Linked DNA regions of Mus musculus: region 2 is linked to region 1. Evidence: chromatin contacts called from public ChIA-PET data. All regions are on one chromosome and are shown on one strand. Each heading gives the region's core, a stretch centred on a gene start, on an enhancer-like site or on the middle of the called end of the contact. The rest is flanking DNA. Distances are from core to core; before and after follow the strand shown. Region 1 overlaps Aopep (aminopeptidase O). Region 2 overlaps Aopep (aminopeptidase O).

Region 1 (5,143 bases), core at 2,468-4,967:
TCCTATTTTCACTGATCAAGCTGAATTTGCATGGGATAGAGATATGCTGCTTGATCAAGGTCGATTTGCACAACAACAGACAGGATATCCAGTGCAGGTGTTTAAGCAGGTGAATCAGATTGCCATAAGGGCACAGAAATCATTGCCCAACAGGGGGGAAGCTAGTGAAAACTTGACTCTCATATTGACTCCCCAGATGGACACACAGGTGATTGAGGTTATGGTCTCATCACCACGAGGTATTGTGTCCATCCCCCCTGGGGATCGAGTAGATCAGGTGTTGACGTGGGCGAGAGGGTCTGTTTGTGTGTTCCCACAGGACCAGACGGAACCTCTTTGGGTGCCGGAGAGATTGGTGAGACGCTGCAAGAATGAGGCTCCTGATCCAGTTGCCCCTGTGGATGTGGTGGATGATCCCACAAGCACAAAGGATGGAGCCGAGATGAGAGATCCTTTCGGTATTCCAGAAGCCGATACCAGCTCGACATGACATTCAAATTTTTCCACGCTTTTTGATCCCTGAATTCCCCTTAAAGAGATAGCCCCTCTGGCTATCTATCCCTTGCTTTAGGGAAGATGAGCGGGGGTGAGAGCCCTGGGATGTATGCTTGTTATAGTGTGTGTGTGTTTTGTGTTTGGCACATGTGTTAGGTGCAGAGTGTGCGGCCCGCACTTTCGCCATGGTAGCATAGGCTTTTGCTGCAGTGGAGGCGGGACAATCTCCTCAGATTCGGTTTGCCGCTCTAAAAGAAATTATGCTGCGTTATGCCGTGGGGTGCGAGGCTAAGCACTGCACAGAGGATAGCTTGCTGTTGGCATCCTGTGGAAGGCACGTCTGATTGCATGAAGGTTCAGTGTCCTAGTTCCCTTCCCCCAGGAAAAACGACACAGGATCTGGCCAAGACCTCTCTGGGTGATGAGCCTAAGGGATGGTTTTGTGTAGGGCCCCTATGCTTGCACACTGGGGATCAGACCTCTACCTTCACCCATGAGGCTTGCTTGCAGCAATTAAGATCTGGCCATAGGTTAATTAACATCCTGGCCTTTTGATGCACCTGCCACAAGCAAAACACAATCTCCCCAGGTGTGGCTTGGCATGATAGAGAGGTAGTCAGTGATAAGACTCCCTGGGCATGTCACCAACCTAAGACAGGGATCAAACCAATGCTGTTTGTCACCCAAGGACGGGTAAGGGGCATGGTTGCGGGGGGCTATCTACAGACATTCTCTCTGCCAAAAAAGAAAAAAGGGGGAATTGTGGGGAGCGGGTGTGGCGGCAGTCCCAAAGGCGCCAGGGACTGCAGCTAAGTCATATGACTTGCACCTGACTTCCTCATATAAGACACAAACATCTTGAGTGCTGCGCAGGTGTACCAGGATACAGGTGAATCCAATTTGGTGGAGATTTGCCCCTGCTGCCCTGATTAGCTGAAGCCTCGTGACTGGTGAGGTGGCGTGGCCTGCAGTGCGTGGATGAGAGAGAGTATAAAAGGAGTGAGAGGCCCAGGGTTCGGGGGAGATATAAAAACAAGGGAGATATAAAAACAAGGGAGATATAAAAACAAGGGAGATATAAAAACAAGGGAGATATAAAAACAAGGGAGATATAAAAACAAGGGAGATATAAACAAGGGAGATATAAACAAGAAGAAACAGGACTGAATAAATGTGTGCAGAAGGATCCTGTTGTAGCGTCGTTCTTCCTGGCCAGTTGAGCGCGCGCAACACTCACCCTTCTTCTTAGCAATGGTTTTCCTGCCATAATGCCTTGAAGTTGAAATGACAGCAGCTCAGTTATCTGCTCAGCATCTATCTCTGAAACTAACCACACTTAGCCAGGATGCTCTGCTTCCAAACAGAGATGATGAGAAGGGACATGGGGAAGCTCATTCTAAGTCACTAGTTTAAGGAGTTGGGGACCAGCAGCCAGGGCCCAAGCAGCGTCTACAAAGCATGGTGCTCATCTCTCTCATCTGAGTCACTTATTTCTAAGGGAACTACAAGTAAGAGTCACTGAGACAGACATACATTTAACAGCAAGAGGAATAACTGTACTGAAAATAACACTCAGTTCTGAAAGACTCCTAGTGCTGTGACACAGTATCCATCAGAAAACCAACCCATTAGGTTCATTGAGCATGCAGGACACTGTGACAGGACCTAGTCACATCAGAGCCAACCAACAACCTTTTCCTGAAACTGGTGACTCCTTCATAGCTAGAAGCTTATGGAGATGTGAGGCAGAAGATGGGTCTGACACCACTTTAGCCATACCACAGATACTCAAGAAGATGCCACTTCCTGTCACCAAAGCAGGTCTACTAAGACTTGGTAAGACCTGCACATTTTTTTCTGCTGGTAAGGTTGCTCTAAGATTTTTCAACCACATTTTATTTATTTTTCATTTCTGATAACTGGTTTAATGTGAAAGGAAAACAACAAATAGAAAGAGAATGACACCTGCCACCATTTTCCATGATGTTCTCGTGGTTCTACAACAATAACAGGTCACCCGATTGTCTTATTCTTGTGTTTCATTCATTTACTCTAAGGCTCTGAAAAAGTCACCTTTAGGCTAAAACATCTGTGGAAAAAAAGCCTGGTATGAAGAAACACTGGGTAACGTTGGAGCAGCAGCACTGGTAACCTTAACTACAGCATGTTTACTTTTGCAAACACTGTAATGTATGAAATAAAATATTAATAGCCATTACCTCAGTTTTCCTGAGTACAGACCTGAGTCACAGCTCTGTGGGGCATGATTTCCACTCACGTGCCTCACCGAGTGAGTGTTATTCGTGTTAGCAGGCAAGACCAGACTGACTGTGTGTTTTTAGACCATAATGTCATGGAGTAAGTTGCTTATTTTGGCAGCTTAAATCATTTCTCCAAATTTACCGCCTACTCTGCATTGAAAACTAATCCCTAAAAACATATGAGGAAAGACGGCAAAAATATTTTACTCGGGGAAAGGAAAATGTTAGAGCAAGATTCGCATCTCCATTTAGTAGCGGCTAACTTTGCAATCACTCAGCTGAACGCTGATATTTTAAAGCACTCAAAGAGTAAAATATTTGTGTAAATAAATGTATTTTCAATGCCTCAAACATACATACATATTGCAACTACACTTTTAAATGCTGTGTGGCTAACAAGCTTAGCTTGCTGGGGACTTCCAACAGGTCTGGCTTCCCCTGCCTGCGTCTGTCAGCCTCTGTCTTCCCAGAGAGCTCTGAACTCTCCATGGCCTCAAATTCACTGGACTGTTTTGTATATGATGATTTTATAGCTGAGCTAAATGAAAGAATCAAAGCCCAGTGTCCACTGCGGAGCCCAGGAGCATGGTGCCTTTTCTTTTCCCCACCTCTTTCTCTTAGATTGATAATTCCTTCCAAATCAGTGTTCAGCATTGATCCTTCAGTTCCCCTGTGAGGGAGTATAAAGGGAGCACTCCACACTTAATGGCCTGAGGCCTAGAGAGGAACATGGTAACTGCACCCAGCAGGATGAAATTCTGGAGTAGCCAGAAACTAGACCAAATTGCTCTGTGCCACAGCTTTGCTCTGGAGACCCAAGCTAAACAGCTTCTTTCAGTGGCCAGCCACACTGAGGTATGTCTTTTAAGTACATATAATAAAATTCAGTATGGCTGGAGAGACCGTGGTGGACTGTAACCCACCCACAGGCAAATGACGTCAAAAACTCTAGAAGGGAACACTGGGCTCCTCTGTTCTCCTGAAACTTCTGCTGTGTCAAGCAACATAAGAAGGAAGCAGACTTTCCACTAAGAAATCTCTACTTTGGCAGTCATCAGAGACAGCCTGGTGTCTTACACTTCCGCTCGCAGGAAAAGTGCAGAAAATTATTTCCACAAATTAAAATGGAAGAAACTCAAAGTTCAAAGAATCTCAGAGCTAAAAGGAAACTTGAGGGTCCAAATCTGAGGCTCAGAGAAGACGGAGACGAATTCTTCGCCCGCTTTCCCAGGACTCACTTTATCTCTAGAAAGTTAACTGTCTCTTGGTTGGTGACTCAGAGGAGACAGAGTCCAGCTCCCAGAATGCAGGAGGAGGGGTGGCATCTACAGAATGGCTACTTCACTTGTGAGGTAGCTCAGGCAAGCTGGTGTGGGAGCACTAATGCGCACTCGTGTGTGTGTGTGTGTTTCTGTACATGTCTGTGTGCACATGTACATGTCTGTGTACATGTATAAGCTTCATAAAATTGAGCATGCCTTGTCTCTTCTACTGAAAACAACCTGAACATCTGAATAGCTTGTTCTTGCTGGGGTGTGAAGCTAAACAATGTGTCTCTACCTGTGCCAGGGCCAAATACACACAACTGTCAGTTCTGTGGTTTTCTCCTCTTTCAAAGTACCTAGAGGGACACCCAAGAGACAGACACCACAGAGCACGGCTGTCTGGAAAATACACACACACACACACACACACACACACACCACACACACACACACACACACACACACACACACACACACACACACACACACCAACAACACCAAAACAAAACAAGACACCACACCTGGTTACATACCTTACTCTGGGGAGATCCTGTGATACCATTTACAAAGCTGCCTCTATTTTCCTTAGCAAATTGACTTTCCAATGGCAAAAAAAAGGTAACCCCCTTCACTTAATAAAGTCAATAGTGATTTCCTTTCAATTTCTAAGGCCCTTCACATCCACCTTCTCTCTGTGTCATCAAACTTCAATAGCTTTGTGAGAGCTGTAGTCTATGTCCTCTTCAAGTGAGAAAACAGATGTTGAAAGTGGAAAAGACTGACCTTGGACTAGCAAGTTAGCAGCTGGTAGAGGCCTTTTCTGCCTTTGTGCACAAGGTGATTACATTCTGGTACCAGAAGAGTTGGACAGTTAGGGCAGAAGGTGAACAATGATAATGAACCACTCATTCTTTCTAGAAACATTTACTGGTTGCCTTCTAAGTGTCAGGCCAGGCCTGTGTTAGGGACACTGGCAACATGACAAAGAGAAGAAGGGACATGCCTTCTGATCTGAAGATCACAGTCTAGGAGGAGAAACACTCAACAGGGAAGTTCCTTGTCTATTAAGTGACCAACCTTTCTATCTCAGTTCCTAGATTCTCAGTGTGAAGTCCAGACTGC
Region 2 (5,191 bases), core at 1,996-4,495, 84 kb before region 1:
TAGCTCCCAGGGACAGCCATGTATTTCCAGTAGCTATCTTCCTTCCAGTTTTCTGAGTTTACACAATCCTTTCTAAAGAGCTCTCGTGACAGAACAGCCTCATTACAGTAGAATCCTTCAGGGCAGTCTTGCTTGCTATGAGGGGCATGAAAGATGCTAAAGGTCTGTATGAGTGCACAACACCACAAGCCTGAAAACAAACAAACAAACAAACAAACAAACACAAACAGATAATGCTCACATGTTCCAAGATGGCCCCTCACGCAGTACCTTAATAGCAATCACATGGCTTGCTTACAAAAGAAGCTTGCTGACTTGTGAATGTGCTGGGGTTTGATTCAGCCTCCAAACTGAACATGGCAAATACCAGAGTCAACCTCTACAGCTCCTTTTAGGTGTCCGGTTCTGGGGCAGAGGCCTCTGTGCCTTGCTGATCAAACACACTGAGCTCACTGGCAGAGTCTGTCACCTGATATCCAGCACACTGCACATGGATACACTGTTGTGCTTGAACAAAGTAAACATCACAGCAAGTATCTGGACCAAGTATGTGAAGAATATGAAATCGAAGGATGCCAAGTGTTTAGAACGTACTTAGAAAAGGAATGTTTAACAAAAGCCATTTCTGAGGATAACATAATTATAGTTCCTATCAACCAATTCCAGACCTACTCATGAGAGTAGAAGTGGGCTGAGCCTGAGCTTTAATTAGGCTGCGCCGTGATCCTGATGGCCCGTGGTCTCTGACCCAAGTGCAAGGGGGTATTCTAGCAGGGAGTCAGCCTAGCTCTTTGATAAATCATTTGAACCACTCACTATCAAATCCATCTCTCTCTTCTGTTGGAGAGAGGCTCTAGTTCACAGCCTTAGCTTGCTTGGGCTTTACTATTATACAGAGCAAGACCACCCCTAGTGTACTGTAACCTCCTGTGTCTGCCTCTCAGTGGGGCCACAGGAATATGACGCCATCTTCCCAAAGCTAGTTGTCCTTGCCTCCTTCTCCTTCTGCTTCAAAAGGCACAACAGATTTATTTCAGTTTACTAAACAAATACTAGATTTCTCTCCTCTGGTGCCACATGTCTGAAAGTATTTGCATCAATTTGGCCTAGTTTAGAATTTCCATTTTTTTCCCCTCAAGGAAAAAAAAAAGTTCTCTAATGCTCTTTGACCAAGAAAGCCATTCTGACATGAATCATACATAAGTCCTATGAGCTGACTTTAAAAATACATGGTCAGTTGGAAGCAGCTCAGGGGTAAGATGCATGCCCGGCACACATGAAGCCTCTACCAGCACATGTCCACCTACACACACGTAGTGCTCAATCTGAGGTCCTAAGGATGCAGGCCTTCAGTTTCACTCCACCATCAAATTCTCTGGGGATCTTCCCCCATCCTTGCCAGGATCTGGGCATTACACAATTTGTATTTCAACCATTTGACTTGTTCTCCAAGGCTGTATACTCACTCATTTTAATGCATATGTATGTATGTATGTATGTATGTATGTATGTATGTATGTATGCATGCATGCAGTTGTGGCGCATATGTGTGTATATGTACATGTTTGTGGAGGCTTGGAGTCTTCATGAAGGCAGTTCCCTTCCTTTGAGATAGGGCCTCTCACTGGGAGCTATTCTTCTAGCAGGGACTGACCAATTAGTCTAGATTGTCTGGCTCTAAAGCTCTGGGGATCCCTGTCTCTGACTCCCCAGGCCTCAGATAATAAAATAAGCCTAGGGGCCACTGCACCTAGAATTTTCTCTTAGGTTCTGGAGATCACTCATAAAGCATGTTGTTTACCAACTAAGCCACTCCTTCCCATGCCTTCTTTAATGATTCCTGTGGGTGTGGAGGAGTCCCCGTCCAGCCCATGTGCGCTCTAGCTACATACTATTGGCCACATAGATTTAATGCTACTTTTTAAGTATCAGTGCAAATGAACAACTCTACACATGAAAGTTCCGAGTTGAAAACTAAGGGGACAAGAGTCAGTCTAACTTTTCTCTGCACTGAATCACATCATCCTATTGAGGAGGAGAAAGGTATAACCCTTCACCCAGGAAGTTATCTTTCCAACAGGCCTGTTGGCCCACCTGTCCATGCTGTGAAATAGTCACTCAAGCAACTGTTATACCATCAAAAGCCTCTGGTGAGCCTTGCATCACAAGTCCCTATGGGACCTGCGTCCTGCCTTACTAACGGAGACCTTGGCAGATCTTGCTCTCCACACATAACAAGCAACCCCATACCAGTTCATAATGGAGGCTGGAAGGGAAAGATCATGACTCAAACACATCACAAGGTGGAGTCTATCAGTAATTTAAAAGCAATTTACTCTTCTATCACTGGAGCAGTACACGTGGTTTTGGGAGGGGCAGAGGGTAAGTGTGAGGCTGATGGAGAAGGGCTACTATGGCCCCTCTCCCAGCAGGAATCAGGAACCATCATCCTCTGCGTGTCAGCCCTGTTTCTGACATAGCATATCACAGACTTTGGTTACCTGACAGCTCACATGGGCACGTTAGTTCCCCCCTCACCCAGTTTCTTCCCGATTTCTGCCTCAAACCTGCCTGTCCTTTGGAACCAGCTTCCAGTATCCCCATAGCCTCTGTGCTTTCCATAGCAAGAGCTCTGTAAAGCTAGCTGTTGGGCTGCTTTCTGGTTTAGGTTGATTATTTACGTATGCACTTTTCCCTGCTGAATTTCACTGAGACTTAAGGGAAACACTGCTTCTTTCGTCTTTCCTTCACTCACAGCCCCTCACGAAGAAGGACACCTGGGCACAGGAAAGGCAATGGGATGGGAAGGGTCATTTCAGCAAAGATGGTGCTTCCTACTATACTGAGGGGCCTTGTGTCAGGATGGGCCATAGTGGATCCTTGAACAGGGCACACACAATGCCAGTACAGGTATCTCTCTGAGATAGAAGAACAATCCCTTCCTTTATTTCTTATTTATTTTACCAGACATGACTTTCAGGTTGGTTTATTTTTCATTTTATTTTTATTTATTTATTTTTTTTGGACTAAGTAATCAGCATCATTTGGGACCAAAAACTACTCTGAGTGTATTCCTCCATGGGGTTAAAATGTGTGAGGCTGGCTAGTGACCTTTATTGTGTTGAAGATTTCCTAGAAATTTGGAACTTGTCAGGAAATTGGTGGTGAGCTTTGATGTGGGCTGAGCTGTGTCTCTTCTCAGGTTGATGTCATAAACCTCCAGTATCTCAGAATGACTGTACTGGAGGTAGGACTCATCACAGTAAAATAAAATCACTTGTCCAAGCCTTAATCCAGTGTAGCAGGTGTCCTTACAACAGGGAGATAGGGGCAGAAATACGAATGTGTGTGTGAGACACTGACACACATGCACAGGCATGCACACATGAGGGGTGGGGAGGGAAGCTATCTGCTAGCCAAGGAGAGAAGCCTCAGGAAAAGCCAACTTTGTGACTTTAGATTTCCAACTTTCAAAAGCTGTAAGAAAATCAAATTGCTGTTAAAGCTGCTCTGCCTGTAGTACGTAGCTATAATAGCCTGGTAAACAAGTTTGAGTACTGAACTATAAATGCCAAAGTTAAAGAAAATTAAACTAAAAATGAAAAAGTGACTCGGCTGAGTAGCATGGCATTTGAAGAAGCTGTGGAAAGGACTGTGGGAAGCCGCCCCCACATTCGCCGTTACAAGATGGCGCTGACATCCTGTGTTCTAAGTGGTAAACAAATAATCTGCGCATGTGCCAAGGGTATCTTATGACTACTTGTGCTCTGCCTTCCCCGTGACGTCAACTCGGCCGATGGGCTGCAGCCAATCAAGGAGTGACACGTCCGAGGCGAAGGAGAATGCTCCTTAAGAGGGACGGGGTTTTCGTTTTCTCTCTCTCTTGCTTTTTCGCTCTCTTGCTTTTCCCTCTCTCTTGCTTCTTGCTCTCTTTTCCTGAAGATGTAAGAATAAAGCTTTGCCGCAGAAGATTCTGGTCTGTGGTGTTCTTCCTGGCCGGTCGTGAGAACGCGTCTAATAACAATTGGTGCCGAAACCCGGGACGAGAAAATCCGGGACGAGAAAAAACTCCGGACTGGCGCAGGAGGGATACTTCATTCCAGAACCAGAACTGCGAATCAAGGTTATAAGGTTCCCGTAACACAGACTGTTGAGAAGGATTCAACTGCCGAATTCAGAACTCATCAGCTGGGGAACGGAAGTGAGAAATGGCTTTACCAGGTATGTTTGGCCTTGAACTTTTTCTAGTGTTAGGAGCCCTTTTGTTCCTTTTCACATGTTATATAGTGCTTAAGGCAGGGCTAAAAATTCTAGAGGAAATTCAGGACAGTCTATCAGAAGTAAAGCGGAGAGAGAGAGTAGGAACAAGGAGAAACGGTAAGTATACAGGCCTTTCCAAGGGTCTTGAACCCGAGGAAAAGTTAAGGTTAGGTAGGAATACCTGGAGAGAGATTAGAAGAAAAAGAGGAAAAAGGGAGAAGAAAAAAGATCGATTAGCGGAGGTCTCTAGGAGATACTCGTCACTAGATGAGCTCAGGAAGCCAGCTCTTAGTAGTTCTGAAGCAGATGAAGAATCCTCCTCTGAGGAAACAGACTGGGAGGAAGAAGCAGCCCATTACCAGCCAGCTAATCGGTCAAGAAAAAAGCCAAAAGCGGCTGGCGAAGGCCAGTTTGCTAATTGGCCTCAGGGCAATCGGCTACCAGGTGCACTCCCGCCCTATGCGGAGTCCCCGCCCTGCGTAGTGCGTCAGCCCGTAGTGCGTCAGCAATGCGCAGAGAGGCAGTGCGCAGAAAGGCAGTGCGCAGACTCATTCATTCCCCGAGAGGAACAAAGGAAAATACAACAGACATTTCCAGTCTTTGAAGGAGCCGAGGGTGGGCGTGTCCACGCTCCGGTAGAATATGTGCAGATTAAATATGGAATCAATGCTAATTTTACCTTGGTGCAGTTAGACAGGCTTGCCAGCATGGCACTAACTCCTGCCGACTGGCAAATGATTGCAAAAGCCGCTCTCCCTAGTATGGCCAAATATGTGGAATGGCGAGCTCTGTGGCAGGAGGCGGCACAGGCGCAGGCCCGAGCAAACGCTGCTGCTTTAACTCCAGAGCAGAGAGATTGGACTTTTGACTTGTTAACGGGTCAGAGAGCTTATTCTGCTAAACCTGATAAGAGGTATCAATGGAAGGTCTT

What was found. ChIA-PET counts read pairs in DNA pulled down with a chosen protein or histone mark.
Region 2: an RNA polymerase II ChIA-PET map of memory CD8 T cells shows a contact between it and region 1, with 94 read pairs. The contact joins two enhancer-like sites. A contact is called at or near these places in 15 of 484 Hi-C or Micro-C datasets (the AML12 cell line, Sertoli cells, bone marrow-derived macrophages and 7 more), 5 of 115 datasets of contacts at active chromatin or transcription factors (the SCID.adh cell line, T-cell acute lymphoblastic leukemia, embryonic fibroblasts and 2 more) and 2 of 9 other capture datasets (adipose tissue and liver).

The regions. Positions count from the first base shown.
Region 1 is chr13:63,138,600-63,143,742 of GRCm38.p6, reverse strand. The region is part of intron 5 of Aopep (aminopeptidase O); the gene reads right to left. Among named protein-coding and RNA genes, the nearest start is that of Gm30409, 8.8 kb to the right of the region's middle. Within about 2 kb of position 3,717, at least 103 of the 459 cell types and tissues checked have an H3K27ac peak or open chromatin away from gene starts, as enhancers often do. A contact at or near this core is called in memory CD8 T cells and regulatory T cells, where this site is marked.
Region 2 is chr13:63,221,610-63,226,800 of GRCm38.p6, reverse strand. All of the region lies in intron 11 of Aopep (aminopeptidase O), which reads right to left. Among named protein-coding and RNA genes, the nearest start is that of Gm16907, 73 kb to the left of the region's middle. Within about 2 kb of position 3,245, at least 37 of the 459 cell types and tissues checked have an H3K27ac peak or open chromatin away from gene starts, as enhancers often do. A contact at or near this core is called in memory CD8 T cells and regulatory T cells, where this site is marked.